4 separate regions of the Mus musculus genome follow, and regions 2, 3 and 4 are each linked to region 1. Evidence: chromatin contacts called from public Hi-C and HiChIP or PLAC-seq data. All regions are on one chromosome and are shown on one strand. The core of a region is the stretch at or near the end of the contact, and the rest is flanking DNA. Distances in the headings are between cores, read along the strand shown. Region 1 holds the start of Phlpp1 (PH domain and leucine rich repeat protein phosphatase 1). Region 2 has its middle 120 kb from the start of Gm41928. Region 3 overlaps Phlpp1 (PH domain and leucine rich repeat protein phosphatase 1). Region 4 overlaps Phlpp1 (PH domain and leucine rich repeat protein phosphatase 1).

Region 1 (4,796 bases), core at 1,303-3,802:
GTTAGTATATACACCTAAATGTAACACCAAAAGTTTTATTGCTCTTAAGCTAGCTAGCTAAGTTCTGACCACTAAAAACTCTTTCAACCAGAAAATGCAATAACTTACCAAGCTCAAAAACAATAACCAATAGCCCTGTAACTCCACAAATTAGTTCCAGCCAAGAGGAGAAACTGACTGGTCACACCCGTATAGGCACTTGAACAGATACTAAAAATGCTAGAGAGGAGTTCAGGTCATATCAGAAGCAGTAATCACCGACATTATTAAGTCTAGTCTATTTCAAGTATCTGACAATAAAAGCTATAACTCAGAAACAGGCCAATTCATTTTTTTTTTAAGATTCAAACTTGGAAACTGAAATAAAGCAATGAAAGAGGGCAGAAGGTAAGCAGCACCCAAAACAAGGAACATACCCACTTCTCAGGTGTCAATGAGGACTCAGCGAGCAAATACGCACGCGTGGCAGACAGTGGAACAAACAAGAGCATCAGTTGACAAGAACAAAGTTCCCAAGAGGCCCACGCTGCACTTTACTGTCTACGAATGGTAAACTGTGGACAGTTGAATAGAGGAAGGCATCATGGAGCATTTTTTCGTTGGTCATTGTCCTCTGTCTATATTAAAGTGTCAAGGAGTTACCTGGAATCCCAAAACGCCTGCAACCCAACGAACCAGAGCAGAGGCCTGGAGGAAACCACCTTTAAAGTTAGGGACTGGTACCCCTCTAGGGTGTTACCTGTTTCCTGTATTTCCAGGTGACTTTGTCACCTTGTCCACCTGGCTTTCCAACCTCAGGCCTGGACACTCTAAACCTTGCAGATTTCAAGAATGCTCAATTTAGTACTTGCACAGGCGGCATGTGAACAAGCTAGAAAAAGAGTGTCAGACAGACTCACCAGGCCCCTGGAATCATTTATCGATCCCTGCCAAGGTTCGAAGCCATGCATAAACATGCAGGCAACTTCCTTACCTGCATAGAATCGAATGAGACAGCCAATCTCTGAGTCCATGCCTTCCTCCTGCACCCTCCACAGCTCCCCAAATCCCAGTTGGAAGAGGTAGTCATTTTGGATCTGCAATGGCTTCTCGTCCGCCTCCAGGCGCCGGGTAGTCTCTCCATGGAGCTGTACATACAGGGAGGGCGGAGATGTCTTTTGCACGGTCTCCCGTATCCTCCCCGAAGTCGACAGAGGAACGTCCGGAGCTGCGGCTGCCATCGCCTTATCGTCTCCGGGACCCTCGCCCGCTATCACGCCAGTGCTGTCTACGCCCGTCGGGGCTTTCGGCTGCAGTAAAGCCGAGGTCTTCGGGGAAGGCGGCCGAGGCTGCGCGGGGCGGCCGGGGCGGTGGGGCATGGCCGGATCAGCCTCTAACTCCTCCGACGACGACGAGGAGCCGCCGCCGCCGCTGCTGTAGGGGTCCAGCCGGTCTGACACGCTCTCGGCGCTGGGGCTCAGGCTGAAGCTCTCGGTGTCAGAGGCCGGGCGCGGGGCGCGGGGAGGGGACCCGGGGCCGCCCGCGAACAGCTCTCCGGGGCTGGAGTCCGAAGGCGCGGGGCTGATGCGGGGTGCACAGCGCGTCCAGGCGCCCCCGGGCAGCGGCAGATCGGCGGGAGGCGCGCGCGCAGGGCCCCGGACAGCACCAACAGTGCCGCTCGAGGGCGGTGGCTCCACGTCCCTTCCGTGCTCTCCGTCCAGGGTCTGATCGCTGGCGGCAGGGGCGGCGGCGGGAGGCGGCCCGTAGCCCAGCACCTTCACCACCCCGCCGCCTTTGTGGCCCAGCTGCAGAAGCCGGGCCGCCACCTCGGCGGCCGTGGTGTCCAGCGTGCAGAGCACTGGGCGCAGGTAGGACGAGGCCATGTGGCGGTCAAAGACGTGCACACAGCCCCGCTGGAGCTGGTGCCTCACCCAGTCCCTGTCCGACGGCTGCAGCTGAAGCAGCTGCCGGTGCTTCAGGAGCAGCGTCTTCCTGTCCAGGCTCCGGGTGCACAGCGACGCCGAGGCCGAGCAGGACGCCGGGAGGCCGCCAGCGGCCGAAGACGCCGAGGACGGCGACGAGGACGACGAGGCGGCGGCGGCGGCCGACAGATTCCTCTTCAGCCGCCCTCTCTTCAGCAGCAGCGAGTTGGCGCCGCCGCCGGCCGCGGGCACCGGAGCGGCCCCACCGGCCGCGGGCTGGGGAGCTCCCCGCCGCCGCCTGCGCCCGGTGCCTCCGGCGCGGCCGGGCAGCGGCCCCGGCGGCGCCTCGCAGGGGGCCTCCTCTCGCGCCGCGCCGCCGTTCCCGCCGCTCGGGGCCGCCGCGCTCAGCGCGGGATCCGGACACCGGCCGCCCTCGGCCGCCGCCGCCGCCAGGGCTTGGTCCTCACCCGTGGGGTCCGCGAGTCGCTGTGCCGGGGCTGCAGCGGCGGGCTCCATCGTAGCGGGGCTTCACGTCGCTCCCCCAGCTCCGGAGGCAGCGGAGGAGGAGGAGGTGAGGCGAAGGTGGGAGACGGCGGCGGCGGCGGCGCGAAGAGAACGGAGACGCCGATGGCGTTCGGCGCGGCCGCTCCAGAGGATTATGTGGCGATCCGGAGCATTCCGTCGGTGTCTCGGTGTTCCATCCCGCGCGCCGCCCGCCCGTTTCGCCGCCACCGCCCCCCCACACACACCCTCCCCGCGGGTCGCGGGCTCCCCAGCGCCAGGCCCCGCCCGCTGCTGGACAGCCTCAGCTCCCGGGAGCTGCGGCCCGAGCTCGCCTCATGAATATTAATGAAGCGCGGGAAGGCGGGCGGTGGCGGGGCGGAGTTGATCATGAATATGCATCGTTAGCATGACGACATTTCTGCGGAGAGCGGGAGGCTGGGGGCGGGGCCTCAGGGTAAACAAACGTGACGCGTGCGTACGGGGGTGGGGCGGAGCTGTTTCCCAGGAGGTTTGTCCTCGCCATAGAGGAGAGGTGGCGAGAGGGGCTCGCGTTGCACAGTGGGGGTTGTAGTTCATCTTCGTGTCGAGGATACCCAGAAGAGACCAACAGCGAACTACAAGGCCCAGATATCATCAAATTCTGCCCACCCTCTCCTCCAGCTTCTGGCCCTTGTTGGTGGGTATTGTGCCCTCTGCCGTTGAACTCTGTGTCCTGTGAACGTTTTTCATTAACTTGATCCTCTCCTGCTTGCCAGATGAGTTTTATTTTCCTGGCTAATTGAAATTGAGAGTTTTTAGGAACTCTAAACTCTAGGTAAGGCCTTTGTATGAGACAAAAATACATACACAGTTCACAGGATCGCTGGCCCCGTCTTCCTGACTTTTTCCGCACTTTTTTCAAGGCCCATGAAAGCTAGCAGTGTTTGCACTCAAATTAAACCCATTTACTCCCTCCCCTATTAGGACAGAAATAGCTAAGGACCTGCTTGGAGCCTTGTATCCCGTTGGTTTTAAGCTTAAAAGAAGCTTAACGACACAAAGCAGTGGACGAAGGAAGAAATATTAAAATGGAGTCATAGTGGGATAGGAGATAGACTTGCTTTCTCTTGGTTCTTTCTGGATTTTTCTTTCCGCACTCGGGGCCGGGTAGAAAGGGTGAATGAGACAAGGTTTCCCAGTCTAGTCTGTTCTCCATACTTCCGTCCACAAACTGCTCACCACCTACGCTCTACCTATGTTGTATGGGTGTTTACTGTTACATTGTATGATCTATAAACATTTTTTTATTGGTTGAACCAAGCTGGTTTAGGGCAATTAACTATTTGAAATAATTTGATAAACGTTGGTCATTGAGTTGCCACTCTCATGATGGCATTGCAGATGTAGACACTAATTAAAAGTCTTTTTCCGGAGTTAGAGGGCTCAGCAGCTAAGAGCGTGGGCTGCTCTTCAAGAAGACCCATATAATAGCTCACCCTGAAGACAGTGCTCCAATGTAATGCATAGACATATTCCAGGCAAATCATTCCTATACATAATGATAATAATTTTTTTAAATTAAGTTCTTCCTGACACTCGATAGACTAAAACAGGAAGAACTTTATGAGCTCAAAACTAGCCTCTTTTACAGAGCAAGCTCCAGGCCAGCCAAAGTTACATAGTAACTCAAAGAATAATAGTAATAATAATAATGAAGATATCCTGTACCTTACCTTTGGGTTCCAGAAGACTAATATTTATTATGGGAATATTATACACACATGCATATACATTTATTTATAGTTATAAGTCTCAGTGGTGATGCCTTTATCCTGCCATTCAGAAGGCAGAGAACAGCAGATCTCTGAATTTGATGCCAGCCTGGTCTACATGATGACATCCTGTCTCAAAACAAAAGAAGTTATGATAATAGTTGTCAAACACTGTTAGGGCGGTGGACAGACACTTGATTAGATCCAATTGGACTGAATTTAGAATCACCATGGAAACACGGGGTATGTGTGTGAGGGTGAGGTGCCCTGAGCACTGACAAAGTGTGCCCAGCTGTCTGGAACTCCTGCCACGCTGCCCTCCCTGCCCTGACGTTCTCTGCCCTCAAACTGTGAGCCAAATACGTCTTTCTTTATTTGGGTATTTAGTAACCTTTTGTTAGGTGTTTGTTACAGCAATGGGAAAAGTAACTATCTCCAAATAAAGAAAAAAGTAGATCTTCTCCACACAGAAGAACAAGTGTTGGAGCTGGAGAAATGTCTCAGCAGCTAAGAGCAAGAGGACCCAGCTTCAAGTCCCTGCACCACATGGTATTTCACAACTGTCTAACTCCAGTTCCAGGGAATCCCATTCTTTAGCCTAGCTTCTGTGAACACTGTGTGTATGTGGTGCACAGATACA
Region 2 (4,796 bases), core at 986-3,485, 230 kb before region 1:
CCGGCAGCCTCCAGAAGCCAGGGAAAAGCCTTGGCACAGAGGTCTCCTTGCAGCCCTCGGACACTGGTCCTATTGACACCCTGACCATGGATTCACCTCCAGGGTGGAGAGGCACTGTTTTCAAGCCAGTCACTGGTTCTCTGTTACAACTGCCCTAGTGAACCAATGAAGTTCTAGTGCTGTCCATTCCCAGGCACTTTGCCCTCCTACCCTTCCATCCTTCTCAAGTCTCTTAGTTGCTTGGGTACATAGTTTTTCTCTGCTGGTGCCAGCCTGTCCCCCTTCCCTCTAACATCCCCTGGAGAATTGAGCTGGTTGAGAAAACAGTTGATCAGCAGTGCCAGAGGTACGACCTTGAGAGCAGTTCTCCCGAAGCCATGGTTGCAGACATGCCCGGCACCACCCATCATCCCCTGCACTGGGACGCTATTCCCACAGTACACACTGTTTAATATGGCTTGCATCTCAAATGCCCCCTACAGGCTCCTGCAGTACCCAGCTGGTTGCCCTGTTTCAGAAGGTTCTAGAACCTGCCTATTTGTGAGTGCTAAGCCTTTGAGAGTTAGAGCTGTTTGATTTTCAGGTCACCAGGACATGGGAAGCTGTCACTTAACACCTGTTGCAACAGTTAGTTCTGACCAGCTGCCATGACTTTGCTGCTATGACGGCCCAGACTCTCTGTAATCATAAGCTGAATAAACCTCTCTCTTAACTGCTTCTGCCAAATATTTTGTCCCAGGAACAGGAAAAGCAACTGATGAGTGAACCCAGAAGATGGCCCGACCCATAGAAGCTGAGATAGGCAAGTAAGTTATGCCAGAGCCTCAGAGGAGTGGGGATGCTGACATTGCTTTGGGCTTCTAGACTCCAGGACTGTGTCAGAAACCACACACTTGTATTTCTTTGTTTCAGTACCTCTTGGAGACCAAGAAGAGATCTGCCCACAGTCCTTCTATAGCTCTTACCTCAGAGAGTCTGCTGGAAATAAGCCCCACATACTGCCAAACCTGTTGATGGGCTGTCTCAAAATGGAATGCATCATATACTTCAGGTTGCTTGATAAAAATAGATACATGCTTGCATATAATAATGCTGGATAGGTTCATGAGCATCAGTATACATGTGAGTTTGCTCTCAGCATTTTCAGGAAGGGGGATCATCGTATGACCAGACAGAAGCCACTGTCTTCCACCTACGTGTATGCATCCAGCTTAAGATAGGGTTTCCTTTAGCAGCTTAACTCTGTTCTCATGTTGGAAGTGGATTTTGTGCTGGAATCAATTGTTAAAAGGACAGGTAAGGTTTCACCTTTTAGAACCAATGGCTTCCCAGAAGCTGTGTGCTTGGCCTTTTTACCGAGGTTCTGGTGATCACCGTCAGCTTCTTGTGTGTGGAAGGCAAGGAGAGGCTGGCGGAGTCATTGCTGTTCCATCAGAGTTTAGGATCTTGTGTCTGTCACTGAGCTTTAAGGCAGGACAGAAGGAGGGAGAGAAGGAGGGAGGGAGGGAGGGAGAGATGGCAGAGGGAGGGAGGGGGAGGGAGGAAGAAGAAAATTAATTTTCTAAGCCCGTGGTAAAATATCTGGAATCTTGACTTCAGGTAATAATTTTCCAATGACTTTCCCAATTTATTTCCTCAGCACTGCCTTGAAGATGTATCCAGGCAGAAGAGTTGGTGACTCAACGTTAGCTCACCACAGTCATAAAAATGACTGATTCTCATGAGCACAGACACTGGATAGCCCTCCTATCCGTGCACAGAAGATGTTGCGATGAGGACCATAGCCTCCTGCCTGACTCCCCTCCAAACCCCTGGGGATAAAAGCCATGAGTATCCTGGAAGCTTAGCTCAAGTCCGCAGACATGCTGCTCTGTGAAAGGACAGGTACTTTTGCAAGCCTATTGTGTGAGCAGCTGCATGTCTATAGAAACTAATACGGTGATTCATTGTTCTGCTGTAAGCTTCAATATTTGACATAAATTTTGTCAAGGCAACCTTTCCCCCTCTGCTTCCGCTTCTAATATTTAATTGTAACACATTGTGGTTGCAACAAGCTGAAACCATTGAGATTAAAAAATGAGTTGTAAAAAAAAAATGGAGAAACACATTCTTTGTGGTGAATACTAATCTTGCAAAGCATTTTATTTCCGGGGAGGCTGCCAAGAGCAAGTGTGGAAGAGTCGGTATTGAAATGACTCATGGCATCTGCAGCCTCGGGAGGTCAGAGGAGCAGACAAGGAGAATAGTCAAGGGCTTGCCTTGGAGGTGGAAGAACACTCCATCGAGCAGACAGAGCAAAGCTATGTCTGGAAGGGAGGATTCCCAACCTCCACACACTGGGTCAGGGCACCTTCCCTTTTCTGGATTAGCTTCCGGCCCCGTGGAACATTCTCCTCTCTTAAGTCAATCAACTCTGCAAGACTGGATTGCTTACTCTTGGTTCACTGAATTCTGGTGGGCTGTCTTAGAAATGACCCCTCTGCCGAGCCTGTGGGATCTTCTCAACCAGGCCTGTGTGGTCACTCACCTTCTGAGGGTACTGGGGACTGTAGGATGGAGCCTGCCTGGAGGAGCAGGAGGTGGATGGACTACAGCAAGCCCAGCTCAAATGGAGCAGAACAGAGCACAAGGCCCCAAGATGCTGAGGAGCTGCAGGGATGCTGAAGAACTTGGTTCTCCAAGCAAACAGCAGCTCAGCCATCCTGTGCCCACCAGCCGGTCTGTGGACTGAGCACATTCCCTAAGAGTACAGAATAGGGAGAGTCATTGAACCCTTACCTGGGATTCCAGCCATCTGTCCTAGCCATTTGTTTGCAATTCTTCCCTAATTTTATGTGGCTTGGAGTACATAGACTGGGGACAGTTGACTAAAGGAAGCTGTATCTGTGTGACTATTGGGGACACCACCATCCATGCTGGGTGAAGACTGCAGTGTAGCTGTTTTGGGTCACCCAAGCTCCTATATACAATCCCTCACCCATGTTCTGTAGGTAAGGCCAATAAACTCCCTAGTTGAACTTTGGTAGAATTACATATATCTTTGTCATTAGAACTTTATGGGGATGTAGATGTTCGTTATGTCTCCATTGAGCAAGAATTCACACAGCTGAGGCAGGGGGTGGGGGGCGCAAGGTAGGTCCAGGAAAAAAGAGAAAGGAGGGAAGTCAACTTAGGTGTCTCCTTTCAGCTTCCTTAGAGAAGCCCAGACCATGTCTGAGCAAGGGCTGGAGGCCCAGAGAGGTTTAGAACTTGTGCAGAATGGGAAAAGACATCTAGGTCAGGTTTAAAAGTGGCCAAGCAGCCCTCAGACACACCGAGGACCTGCTCCAAGCACCTCAAGTGGAGGTACAGATGCTGGGGAACACACATATCTGCAGGATGAGCCTCTGGAGCCCTTGGGGTGCATAGGACCATGGGTAAAGCAACAAGGAGCCCCTGTCAGTGGGGCCAAGGAGGTTGCAGGGGTGCAGTGTTACTGTCACCGTAGGGATTTCCCCAGTAACACAAACTTTCACTCTGGCCAAGGAAGAACATGGCCTACCTTAGTGGACAGCTTGAGGGACATTGAGGCTGAGGACATTTTGGGGTAAATGGAGAGTATCGAGGTCACGCAAATAGAAGGGCAGGGTGCGAGGCATGCTAGAGAGTAGCAGTGGGAACTGCTGTATCCACTTTCTTCAAGGGCCTGACACGGAAAGGTAAGCAGAATCAGAACCCACCTATTTGGGAACAGCTGTGAAATGGCTCACTGGGTGTTTGCTGTGCAGAACAGCCTGGCACTTCCAGCCTTCTGTGTTCTAAGAATTCAGATCCATGTGAGCTCTGAGTACAGGAGTTCTGCCTGCTCTTCTGTCCTTTCTGGTTGGTGCTGCTGGCAGAACTGGAGGTGGACACAGTGTAGTTAAGGGCTCTTCATGCAGGAGGGAGGTCATCTGGGCAGCAGAGTATGACATCTGTTCCTTCCCCAGAGGGAGAAGTCATTCTTATCCCTCACAGCACAGTGTGGTCCCCAGGGCAGGGATATCAGGCAGAAGCATTTTTAGTGGTCCTGCTGTGGGATGAGCTTTGGGCAGCTTGCAGTCTCTGTCTGGGTCAAGTCCAAGGTCTTCACTGACCGAGTGTTTTCACTCCAAGTGTGAATGCACCTATGGACACACATGTCTCTCCAGATAATCATCATTAAATGTGTTCCAGTGTTTGCCCTTGGGGGCTCATCTCAGGCACTCCACCTCTCCACCATTTCTACAGAGTGAGTGCCCAGTGGACTTAGGGAGATGCTCAGCTTATGAGGAAGGCTAAGGAGCCTTGATCCTAAGACCTTCAGAAGAACAAAACAACCACCCCCCATCCCATTAGGCTAAAACCCCATTCCTATACACCAGCCAGATGAAGCAAAAAGATGCATAGACATACACACACAGCATGAAACACACACACATACACACACACATACACACACACCAGCAGCATAAAGCACAGATGCACAAACACACACACTTTGAATTTTTTGAAACTTTAGCTGTACTCTGTTTTAGAAAAAAAAAAGCATCCCAGTTAACTGTATTCAGTTATCACTGTGCAGAAAATATTCAGTTATCACTGTGCAGAAAAGAACAGCAATATTGATCAAGAAATATCAAACTCAACTGTTTTCCATTTGTAAGGGTAACACTATTAAATATGTAGGGCAATATCTGTATGGGTTTGGTTATAGAAATTAGGAAAGTGTTTATGAAACAACAATACTACCCTACAGAATACTCAGCTTGCATTCTGCCTGCAAAGAGGAACCAGGT
Region 3 (4,796 bases), core at 610-3,109, 180 kb before region 1:
ACTCATCCAGCTAAACTCGTTGTCTGACACGCTATAGGAATCCTGCTGTCTGCTTCCCAGCAGCTGGGCTACAGGCATAAGCCACCACTCCTGGCTTTCTACCCCAGGGGTTGGCCATCTGCAGGTCTCCATGCTTGAATGGGAAGATGCTTTACCAATTGAGTCATTTCTCCAACTAGCCCTTTGGATTTTTATGCGATCATTTAACAGTCTGGCTTATTGATTTTCTACTGTAAAATTTTCAATGTACTGACAAAAATACTCTTTGGATTACAATTTTAGTACTACTTCTGTGAATGTTTTGTTATCATTGCTCTTCAAGGACTTATACATAAAGCCACTCTTTTATGATCCCTCTTCCATTCACATTAACTTACCTCTAACTTTTAAGTTCTTCTTTATGGCATATTTAGTTTTCATAACTAAGTTTCTGTTTATTCTTAAAGAGAGCTTGTCCTGCTATAAAAAGCTTAGGTCATACTTTGATCAATTTTGAAAATGTTGCTCCATTATTACTTTGCATTAATACTTTTGGGGTCTGGTGACTATCTAAATATGTGTCCCCTTAAATCCCTTTAACCAACCTTTTAATGTAGCTCTGTAATGCTTAATTTTTCAGAATCTAAATCTATTAGATCTCAGAGTTGATATAGAGTATCCAGGGCCCCAACTCAGTAGTTCTTGTCAAATATGCTTATATGTCAGAAAAAAATCTGCCCCACTCCTTTCTCCGTTCTGCAAGCTCTCGATATGCAAATTCTGCTCCTCCTGGGTGCATTTCCCACTCTCCTTTATCTCTAACCTTTTATTTCTTCATTTCACTTTTACTTCTCTGCTTGTCTTTAATGCCTCTTTCTGAACTTTTATTTGAAAGTATTACCCTTTATCTACCTGGTAATATACTGCTCATTTATAAAATCACTATTATTGCCTGCCATTTTAGGAATTCAATGACCACTCTTCCCATTTGTCCATTTTTGTTCTTAACTTCCCAATATTTTTCATTTTAATATTCCCAAATGCTCACAGATAATTTAATTCAGCTTGGAATGTTGCCTTACATTTTTGTCTTCAGGATAACATAGAGGAGGATGTGTGTTCTTTGATTTTTCTTAGACACTGTTACTATGGATACGTTCATCGTTTCCCTGTTGATTTTCATGGCATCTGGATATTTATGGGAGTATTTAGGGATTTTTAAATTATGTGCATATGTGTGTAGGCTTGTTGCACCTGAGTACAGTGCCTGTGGAGGCCAGAAGGCATCAGGCCTCTCAGAGATGGAGTTACAGGCAACTGTGAGAAGCAGAACCTGGATGCTGGGAAACAAACTTAGGTCCTCTGCAGGAGTAGTGGGTCCTCCTAACCACGGAGCCACCTCTCTCTCCTGTCTATGGGATTCTAAGTCTTTGGGACCATGTGCTATCCTAAGGAGTTTTGTTTGGATTGAAAGCAGATGGATGCTGTGTCCTCCGGTGTTCTGTTCACAGAACATTCCTTTACACTCCTTCCCTCTGCACTGCACTCACTTTACCTCCATGCTGCCAGTTTCCTCTGTTGTCCTGCAGAGTGTCTCCTGTGCTGGGTTACTATGCAGCCTGACAGGCAATGGGTGGAAGGGAATTTGAGGCTGCTTGCTGAAACCTGATGTTTACTTCTCTTTTTGTTTAGGCTTTACCTCTTTTTGAGTTAAGATTGGAGAATCTGTCACTTGGAGGCAGCTAAAAGAGCAATGTTCCCCATACATCTGCTCTAGGTCAGCAGCTCACAGCATGCATGTGCTTCCATTACCCAGTGGGCTCTCAGAGGAGCAGCACCTCAGCTTTAACCCTCAGCTACTCTCCATAAGTGAGTCAGGAGTAGACGCAGAATCTAACTGCAAGGGTTCTGTCTAGTGTGGAATTCACAGCTGTGCACACCTCCCATCCTAATGCATTCTTGTGGTTCCCTAAGAACAGGTGACCCCTGTAAGCACCAGCAGCAGATCAAATGGCCCAGCTCATCTGCTGTGAGGGTTCTAGAGAGTGGGTGACAAAGGCCACCAGCGCATCCTGCAGAGCAGACAGCAGTCTTGATGATCCTCTCTGGACACTATACATAGCCACTCTTACGAACATTTAGAACCCTTGATTAAAGCCTTCTGGATCATCCCTGCTAACCCCACGAATTACTTATCAGAATATGATCCTTCTGAAAATCACAGAGTTGGCTATCGTCTAAAGTGCACCCATGCCCTTTCTTTCCCCAGGATGGAGGAAAATCTTGGACATTTTCTGTGTAGTAGTCTAAATCTCATCAGCTGATTCTCTGTTTTAGCAAACTGGCCAACTGATTTTGATGCTAATACCCCCAAAGAGCTATCATGTACAAATATCTGAAAAACATAAGAGATAAAGTATATGCCCTATCCTAAGGAAACTCAATTTCTGTGGATAAGTCTTTTTTTTTTTTTTTTAAGGAATCTGTCAGCAGAACCTCCCATGGTCACCTTGAGCTTTCAGTGTTTGGTAGACCTTACACATTAGAATTACGATGCTGGCCTTGTTAAACAGGCTGATTCCAGCTCTCTTTCTCTAACATCTAAGTCTGAAGAATGGAGATAAAAGCCAGGAATCTGCAAGTTCTCTACAGGCTTCTGAAGACATACTTTTAGAAACACTTTTAATCTACCACATCTCTCAAAACATCACATCTTCAAAGATAGCTCACAGCTTTTCAAAATGCCAGAAATATCTGCCTTTGCCAAAAGGCACCAGTTGTCATGGTCAATTGATCACTCTCCTCTGATTTTCTGTTCTCTTTTAGCTCCTTTGATATTTAGAAATATTCTTTCTGAGTCACTCAAGCTTATGGTTTATGGTGTGACTAATACTCTAGGGATAGTTAATGAGCACAAGAAAAACACCATGAGCCTTATTGGCACATGGATGTCCCCAGCCCATCTCCCACCTCTGAGCATCCCTCTGCTACTCCAACCAGGTATAAAAATAGATCTGGGTCCCACGAGTACTGGGATCTGTGCAACTTTCATTTAAAAGCATCCATTGCAACTTTCCTTTGAAAGCATCTGTTCCAGTTTTCTTAGTTGGACTAACTCCATCAAGAGAAGCTATCTGGCCATCAAATGTGCATGAGGATGCTAGGTGGACAGGGAATCACTCACTGCCAAGATTCCAAGAAAGAGCAGAAGGATAGAAGTACCTCTGGCTGTGACTCATGCACTCTGGTGATGCATGGGAAATTACCTAGCCTTCCTCCGACCATCTGCTGGTGACAGATATGTATCTGAAACTCCTTTGGTGTTTCCATCATGAGAACTCTCAGCAAAGATATTCAGCAAGATGAGGATTAATATTTACCAGTTTACCCAATAGAACCAAATTCTGCCTTCTCTCAAGATGCAAAAATCAAAGTCAATTTCTTTTCTTTTCTTTTCTTTTCTTTTCTTTTCTTTTCTTTTCTTTTCTTTTCTTTTCTTTTCTTTTCTTTTTTTTGAGACAGAGTTTTCTCTGTGTAGCCCTGACTGTCCTGGAACTCACTCTGTAGACCAGGCTGGCCTCGAACTCAGAATCTGCCTGCCTCTGCCTTCCAAGTGCTGGGATTAAAGGTGTGCACCATCACTGCCTGGCCATCAAAGTCAATTTCTTAACAATATATGGTCCATCAAATTTCACATCCATCTACAACTTTGAGTTACGAGCTTATATTTATTTTAAAATACATATTTATTTTAATTGTCATAAGTGAACATAATATTTATAGTGTGACATTTTAATTCAAGTATAGAGTATGAACTAAGCAATAAAACTCAAAAGTGAACAGAAAACTTAAATTCATAACCTGGTGATCAAGTCATAAGAATGCTAATAAGATGTAGCCCCAGCTCCAGGGGAGGCATGGACACTTTACTGGATGTCACCTAATTGAAAGTAGATTCCCTTCTCTGGATACCAAAAACCTTGCTGCTAACAGGGAAAGCAGATCAACCCATGCTATTGCTCAGTTATAAGACCTAACCTAAAGCTGGAAACAGTTTATTATCACAAAAGGTATTTTGTGAAAACTATTGCTAAGATTTGAATTACAGAGCAAGCTGAAAGTAATTCAGGTGGTTTCAGTAATACCTGTAGTTACCTGTTAAACACAAATAGTAAATTCATTTCATCATACAACACTTAAGTGTTCTTCCTCATACCAATATGCCAGGCTGTCCCTGTCTTTTTTCATCTGTCTTTTCTACCTCTTAAATCACTTCTATTATGTTCACTGTACAGTTTTGTTTACAAGCTGTGCATTAGAGTTGAAGCAACTTGGTGGTACATCTACAGTCAGTCATTTTCAATGTCCTACAGCATAAAGCACAGTGGCTGAACCATCGAAAAAAACAAATCACAACTGAAACCAGGCACAAGAAGTCTATGTCAAGGCTGCTTCCTGGAAAGCCCCAATCCTCACTTGGGTGTTTCCCTGACAGCCGGGGCTTCAGTTTACAGTGCTTGCAGACCTCTACTGCTGACATGATGCAGACCCACCTTTCTCCCTCCTCACAGCAGCTGCCAAGATTTACAACCTGCCTACTCTGGGTTTTCTCTCAACCTCCAAGTATTTAAATGTTTACTGAATTTCAAAAAGAAATTAGAATTTCACTTAATATTTAAATTAATCCCTCATGTCAAATCAACTTCTTCAAATTCTTAGATACAAGTTATTTAGGAAAACTGATCAAAATTTAATTTACTAAAATTTGACTGGAAGCTGGGGAAGTAGCTCAGTGGTAAAATATTTGTCTATAACCC
Region 4 (4,796 bases), core at 1,650-4,149, 160 kb before region 1:
CCTTCTCCCCCTCAAATATAACAGTGTCCCCTCAGATGCTCTCCCTGTCACTGCAGATGAAACCATTGTTCCCATTCAACCAAAACAGTGGCCTTCTTTCTATATGCTTTTCATATTTGCTAAGAACAAGGTACAACTTGAAAGTCTGCACATTATTAAACTCATTATTCTAGAAAGAAAATGGATCAAGATAATACAACATATAGATTTCCAGAAAGAGAACAGGATTTCAAAGTCAGGAAGTACCCAAGGGGGAAACAGAAGACCTGGCTCTCTGAGAAGTCAATAATGCAGTAAGAAAGTTGAACCTCACTTATGCAAACAGATTTAAGAGAACTCTACCACTGAGTATAAACAAAACAGGTGCATGCTCAATGGGAAGGGGGGCTCTTAGTAAGAATTCCTCATTCACTTGTATTAAAGTGATTTCTATCCACAGTATAAAGAAAAGGAAGTGCAATTATTTTCTGAATCAACTCAGTGACAAAGCACTAGAGGACTAGGATCAGTTGTTCTCAACCTACCCTGTACATCATAGGTCAAGACCACCAGAAAACACATATTTCTGATGGTTTTAGGAACTGAATCACTGCTCAGTAGTAAAATTACAGATATGAAGTAGCAATAGATATAATTTTATGGCTGGGGGTCACCACAACACAAGGAACTGTACTTTAGCTTTAGAAAGGTCGAGAACCAATAGCTTAGGTAATGACAATGGTCCTTAATCCTAGAACCAAGCAGCCTCTAAAGAAGAGGATAGGGGCTTACTTGCCATATAGCTAGGCTGGCTACTATGACACTAGCTGTAGGCAGATATGAAACAGTTGAAAAGGAGGGAGTCCAAAGTGAGGGATTCTCCAAATATAAAACACATACTGGGTTAGAATCTCTCATCCAAAATAATTGAAGCCATGAGTGTTATAGATTTAGGTGTTGTTTAGATTTAGTTAGTATGGACCACTACTTGGACATTCATGATCCCACATTCCAAAATATTTGGGGGCATCAAAACAATACTCAAAAAGTTTCAGATTTCTGTGTATTTCAAAATTCAGACTTTTAATTAAGGAATAGATTTAAAAGACATAGTAGAAATAAAAGGACTCTGTGATACTTTTGGTATATTGGACTAAACAAAGTATATCACTAAAATTATTTCGCCTGTTTGCAGATACCAATGAATTTAAAGTAATTTAATGTGGGGAAATCTTTTCCATATTAGGAATAAAAAAAAAAAAAAAAACAAGAAAAAAAAACAAGATCCCCAAACTCCCCACCTAATAATACCCCTTAGATTTCTAACCCTTAGATTTCTAACCCTTAGATTTGTTCAAGTTAGTTTTCTGTATATGCAGAAAACAGATCCCAGCACTGTAGAGTCAAAACTCCTGTTAGAAAAAGACAGGAGTGTCCACATAGAACACATATCCGTCTGGTACTTTAACGGTAATGGGTAAGCAGAGGCACTGAGCAAGATCTGGGAGACAGAGATCAAATGAGTTTTTGCTCACTTAAAAGAGAGAAAAGTTGAGAGTCGGGTACTACCACAATATTGTAGAAAAAGACTAGAAATCACAATATCCTGTTAAAAAACAAAACAAAACACACACACACACACACACACACACACACACACACACACACACACAAAAAAAAACCAGAGTATAAAATGGTAAGCTGCAGGGTTGGATGTCCTAGTCTGTAAGAGTATCATTCTTGCAGAGGACTAGTTAGGTTCCAATAACCCACGACAGGTAGCTTGCAACCTTACTCCAGGACTCCATAAACCCTCTTCATTCTAGCACAGGAACATGAAGAAAAATAAAGTAACATAAATAAATGAATAAAATAAAATAAAAATAAAGTAAATCTTTATAAAAATGACTTTCAGCTCAAAATGCCAGATAAACACTATATATATATACAAAAGCAGTTGTAAAATAAAACCAGCTGATTTGAAAGAAAAAAAATTCAAACATGGATATTTGGCCAAATAAGCCATAATTCAAACTATTATTTCAATTCCATTATATTCACTCAAGTTTTAGATATCATATTATAATTATTTAATAAACAGGAGGGAACCAAAACCTTAAAGAGTCTATATTAGTTAAAAAGTATTTTTAATGATTTTAACAATTATAATTTAATAATAGACAAAAGCCTGATTGTTTAAAAGATAAAAATTCAATTAAAAAAACCTAAGTTAAAAAAGAACTCTTATTACAGTGAGTGAATACATGTGTGTCCATGGTGATGTGAATCAGAATGGCCCCTGCAGGCTGCTTGGATACTTGGATACTTGAATGCTGGCAGAACTGTTTGGGCAAGATTAGGTGTGTGTCCTGGATGAAGGAAGTGGGGGTAGCTGTAACTCTAATTGTTTTCAAACCTTACTTTTCAATGATGGCTCTTAAATGCTTTAAGCTGCCCATTCGCTCACCACCCACCAGAGGTAGTGGGAAAGAAAGTATGGGGTGGGGGACGGACCTGTTTAGAAAGGCACTTTAGAGCAACTCCCATCTGTATTGTCTGGAAATCGACAGTTCAGTTCACAGGTTAGCAGCGGCAGCTCTATCCACTCACAAACACTTCCCAGATACACCAACAATCCAGTTCAGTGGAGTTGAAATAGCAAATCACCAGAGGTGGCACCACCTAACACAAACAGCCAGGCCTCAGCCTTGCTCCAAGTTAACAGGAGGATCCTGAAGGGATACCAGGAAAAGTTCTCAGCTGTGCCTCCTAGCAATTCAAAGATCAGCAAAAATGGGTGACCCACAGCCTTACACAGGTAGCTCTATAAATAAACCAAGCTTACCCTCCATCAATGTTTGTCAAGCCCTTGTATAGTCTTTCTAAACATCGCTCGTCCTCTATGGGACTTGCCTCAGCACCTGCATCTGTCTCAGCTGACATCATTCTGTCAATCAACCTAAGTCTGTAGAAGGAGCAAGAAACTACACCACATCACCAGAAGTTTTTTGGTGCATTTCTCTCTACAGAGTCCTGACAAATGTAGCTTAACTACACAGTGTCAGACAGACCAATATACGTGTGTCCAATATACGTGCCTGCCTGCCTGCCTGCCTGCCTGCCTGCCTGCCTGCCTGCCTGCCTGCCTGCCTGCCTGCCTGCCTGCCTGCCTGCCTGCTATGCTCTCCACCATGACGGTTATGGACTCTAACCCTTTGAAACCACAAGCCCCAAGTTAAGCACTTTCTTCTTTAAGATGCTTTGGTTGTGTGTTTTATTACATAAACAGCAAAGCAAACAAGACAGTATTTTATACACACATACATTTCACAGCACATACAATCTCAAAGCTAAAGAAATTTAATTAAAATGGATGCTGTGATAGATGTAAACATCTATCTCTCTCCAGTTCCTAAATCCTTATGAAACTTAGCCAGTATAAGAGCTCCAACCTCAAATAGGATCAATGTCCTACAAAGTGTGAGTACAAGAGAAAGCATCCAATTTAAAAAGTAAGCTTTCACCAAACACCAAATCTACTGGCACATAGATCTTGGGTGTCCTAGTCTCTGTAGCTTGTTAATCACCCACTGTAAGGTATTATAGTAGCATAGTCAGGACAGACTGAGATAGTAGGCATTGTCCTAATTTCAGGTAGTTATTTTAAAAACAAATCAAGAACAGGACTTTGAAGTTATTTTATTTCCCAAACTCACAGATAAAATGGCTATAAAAAAAGTTGTGTCACTACAGGATACATTCAACACATCACAGTTAAGAAACCAATATAAGGCACATGTCTTTAATCCCAGCACTCGGGAGGGAGAGACAGGTGGATCTCTATAAGTTTGAGGCTAGCCTGGTCTACAGAGGGAGTTCCAGGACATATGAGTTACATAAGAGAAACCCTGTCTCGAAAAATTAAAAAATAATTCAATATAATTCTATCATTATATAATATAAAAACTATTAGTCAAAATTCTTAGCTATGAGTCAAAGAGTGTATTGTAGGAAAAAAATTACTACCCTTTCATTTTCTTCTACCAAGAGCAGCAACATCAGCAATGAGGATGCTATTTCAAATACCTTATATATTTATATAAAAACAATTCCAGAATAGTGTTCCCAAACTAAGAAAAAATATGAAGACTGACTTCCCTTTCCAAAGCAAGCAGTCTACTTCAGAAAAAGAACAGCGGCCTGTGTCCATTGGGCCCCCCACAGAGCTCAGAAGGGGAAACGTATCAAGTTGGCATGCAAACAGAGCCTAATAAGAAATTATTTTAATCATTAAAGTGATGTTGCATGATATAGTGTTACAGTACTACACTGAGCAGACAGCAACAGACACTGTAGGATTTTACACCATGTGAGGTACTCCAAAAATCCAAGGCACAGTTTTGCTTTTCAGTACTGGCATAGGAAAGTCTGGGCACTCTATAGACTCAAAATTTTCAGAGATTAGACTACTAACTATGGTTTGCTACAGGTAACCCTTGAAGTCCCTTTCAAACTGGGTACTGTAAAAGGCCCACGTATAACAAAGTACACTTTAGCTTGTTAGGAATGGGGCTTCACATGGCAGGTGCAGAGTGATGTCAGGTTGATGGCAGTTCCTGATTTGCACCCCTTACTCTATTAATGTCACAAAAGCACTAAAGTGGGACAGGAGATGTCCAAATCTAAAACGTCTACAGTGCCATGCATTAGTGCATGTTATTAACCCTTACCTGTTCCTTTCTGCAGCTTCAGAGACATACCAACAAACTGCTGAGAGGAAAAGCTAACCTTAAAACTGGGGTGGGGAGATCAGGGCA

The links. Hi-C and Micro-C count contacts between places; a contact is called where the count stands out from the background. HiChIP or PLAC-seq counts read pairs in DNA pulled down with a chosen protein or histone mark.
Region 2: an H3K4me3 HiChIP or PLAC-seq map of bone marrow-derived macrophages shows a contact between it and region 1, with 13 times the contacts expected there. The contact joins the enhancer-like site here to the promoter of Phlpp1 in region 1. A contact is called at or near these places in 24 of 39 promoter capture datasets (the 3T3-L1 cell line, 3T3-L1-derived adipocytes, the C10 cell line and 14 more), 10 of 15 datasets of contacts at CTCF or cohesin (CD8 T cells, the NIH/3T3 cell line, embryonic stem cells and 4 more), 162 of 484 Hi-C or Micro-C datasets (the 3T3-L1 cell line, 3T3-L1-derived adipocytes, the 63-12 cell line and 99 more), 66 of 115 datasets of contacts at active chromatin or transcription factors (the 230-238 cell line, CD4 single positive thymocytes, CD8 T cells and 45 more) and 4 of 9 other capture datasets (adipose tissue, embryonic stem cells, liver and 1 more).
Region 3: a contact with region 1 is called in an H3K4me3 HiChIP or PLAC-seq map of craniofacial prominence, with 5 times the contacts expected there. The contact joins the enhancer-like site here to the promoter of Phlpp1 in region 1. A contact is called at or near these places in 14 of 39 promoter capture datasets (the C10 cell line, the HPC-7 cell line, cranial neural crest and 8 more), 4 of 15 datasets of contacts at CTCF or cohesin (CD8 T cells, the NIH/3T3 cell line, large pre-B cells and 1 more), 24 of 484 Hi-C or Micro-C datasets (B cells, the HL-1 cell line, bone marrow-derived macrophages and 11 more), 43 of 115 datasets of contacts at active chromatin or transcription factors (the 230-238 cell line, CD8 T cells, the HL-1 cell line and 29 more) and 3 of 9 other capture datasets (adipose tissue, liver and pancreatic islet).
Region 4: a Hi-C map of rod photoreceptor shows a contact between it and region 1, with 1.7 times the contacts expected there. The contact joins the enhancer-like site here to the promoter of Phlpp1 in region 1. A contact is called at or near these places in 12 of 39 promoter capture datasets (the C10 cell line, the HPC-7 cell line, cranial neural crest and 6 more), 4 of 15 datasets of contacts at CTCF or cohesin (CD8 T cells, the NIH/3T3 cell line, large pre-B cells and 1 more), 29 of 484 Hi-C or Micro-C datasets (B cells, the HL-1 cell line, bone marrow-derived macrophages and 12 more), 39 of 115 datasets of contacts at active chromatin or transcription factors (the 230-238 cell line, CD8 T cells, the HL-1 cell line and 25 more) and 4 of 9 other capture datasets (adipose tissue, bone marrow-derived macrophages, liver and 1 more).

What each region holds. Positions count from the first base shown.
Region 1 is chr1:106,169,625-106,174,420 of GRCm38.p6, reverse strand. It overlaps Phlpp1 (PH domain and leucine rich repeat protein phosphatase 1), which reads right to left and starts at 2,552. Exons shown (of 17, transcript NM_133821.3): 1 at 974-2,552. The coding sequence starts at 2,417. It overlaps Gm20753 (predicted gene, 20753), which reads left to right and starts at 2,897. Exons shown (of 3, transcript NR_040630.1): 1 at 2,897-3,081.
Region 2 is chr1:106,398,405-106,403,200 of GRCm38.p6, reverse strand. No RefSeq gene overlaps it. Among named protein-coding and RNA genes, the nearest start is that of Gm41928, 120 kb to the left of the region's middle. Within about 2 kb of position 2,235, at least 103 of the 459 cell types and tissues checked have an H3K27ac peak or open chromatin away from gene starts, as enhancers often do. A contact at or near this core is called in the AML12 cell line, the BV-2 cell line, the Ba/F3 cell line and 22 more, where this site is marked.
Region 3 is chr1:106,351,369-106,356,164 of GRCm38.p6, reverse strand. All of the region lies in intron 10 of Phlpp1 (PH domain and leucine rich repeat protein phosphatase 1), which reads right to left. Among named protein-coding and RNA genes, the nearest start is that of Gm41928, 170 kb to the left of the region's middle. Within about 2 kb of position 1,859, at least 21 of the 459 cell types and tissues checked have an H3K27ac peak or open chromatin away from gene starts, as enhancers often do. A contact at or near this core is called in SST interneurons, bone marrow-derived dendritic cells, cortical neurons and 1 more, where this site is marked.
Region 4 is chr1:106,331,009-106,335,804 of GRCm38.p6, reverse strand. The region is part of intron 4 of Phlpp1 (PH domain and leucine rich repeat protein phosphatase 1); the gene reads right to left. Among named protein-coding and RNA genes, the nearest start is that of Phlpp1, 160 kb to the right of the region's middle. Within about 2 kb of position 2,899, at least 1 of the 459 cell types and tissues checked has an H3K27ac peak or open chromatin away from gene starts, as enhancers often do. A contact at or near this core is called in rod photoreceptor, where this site is marked.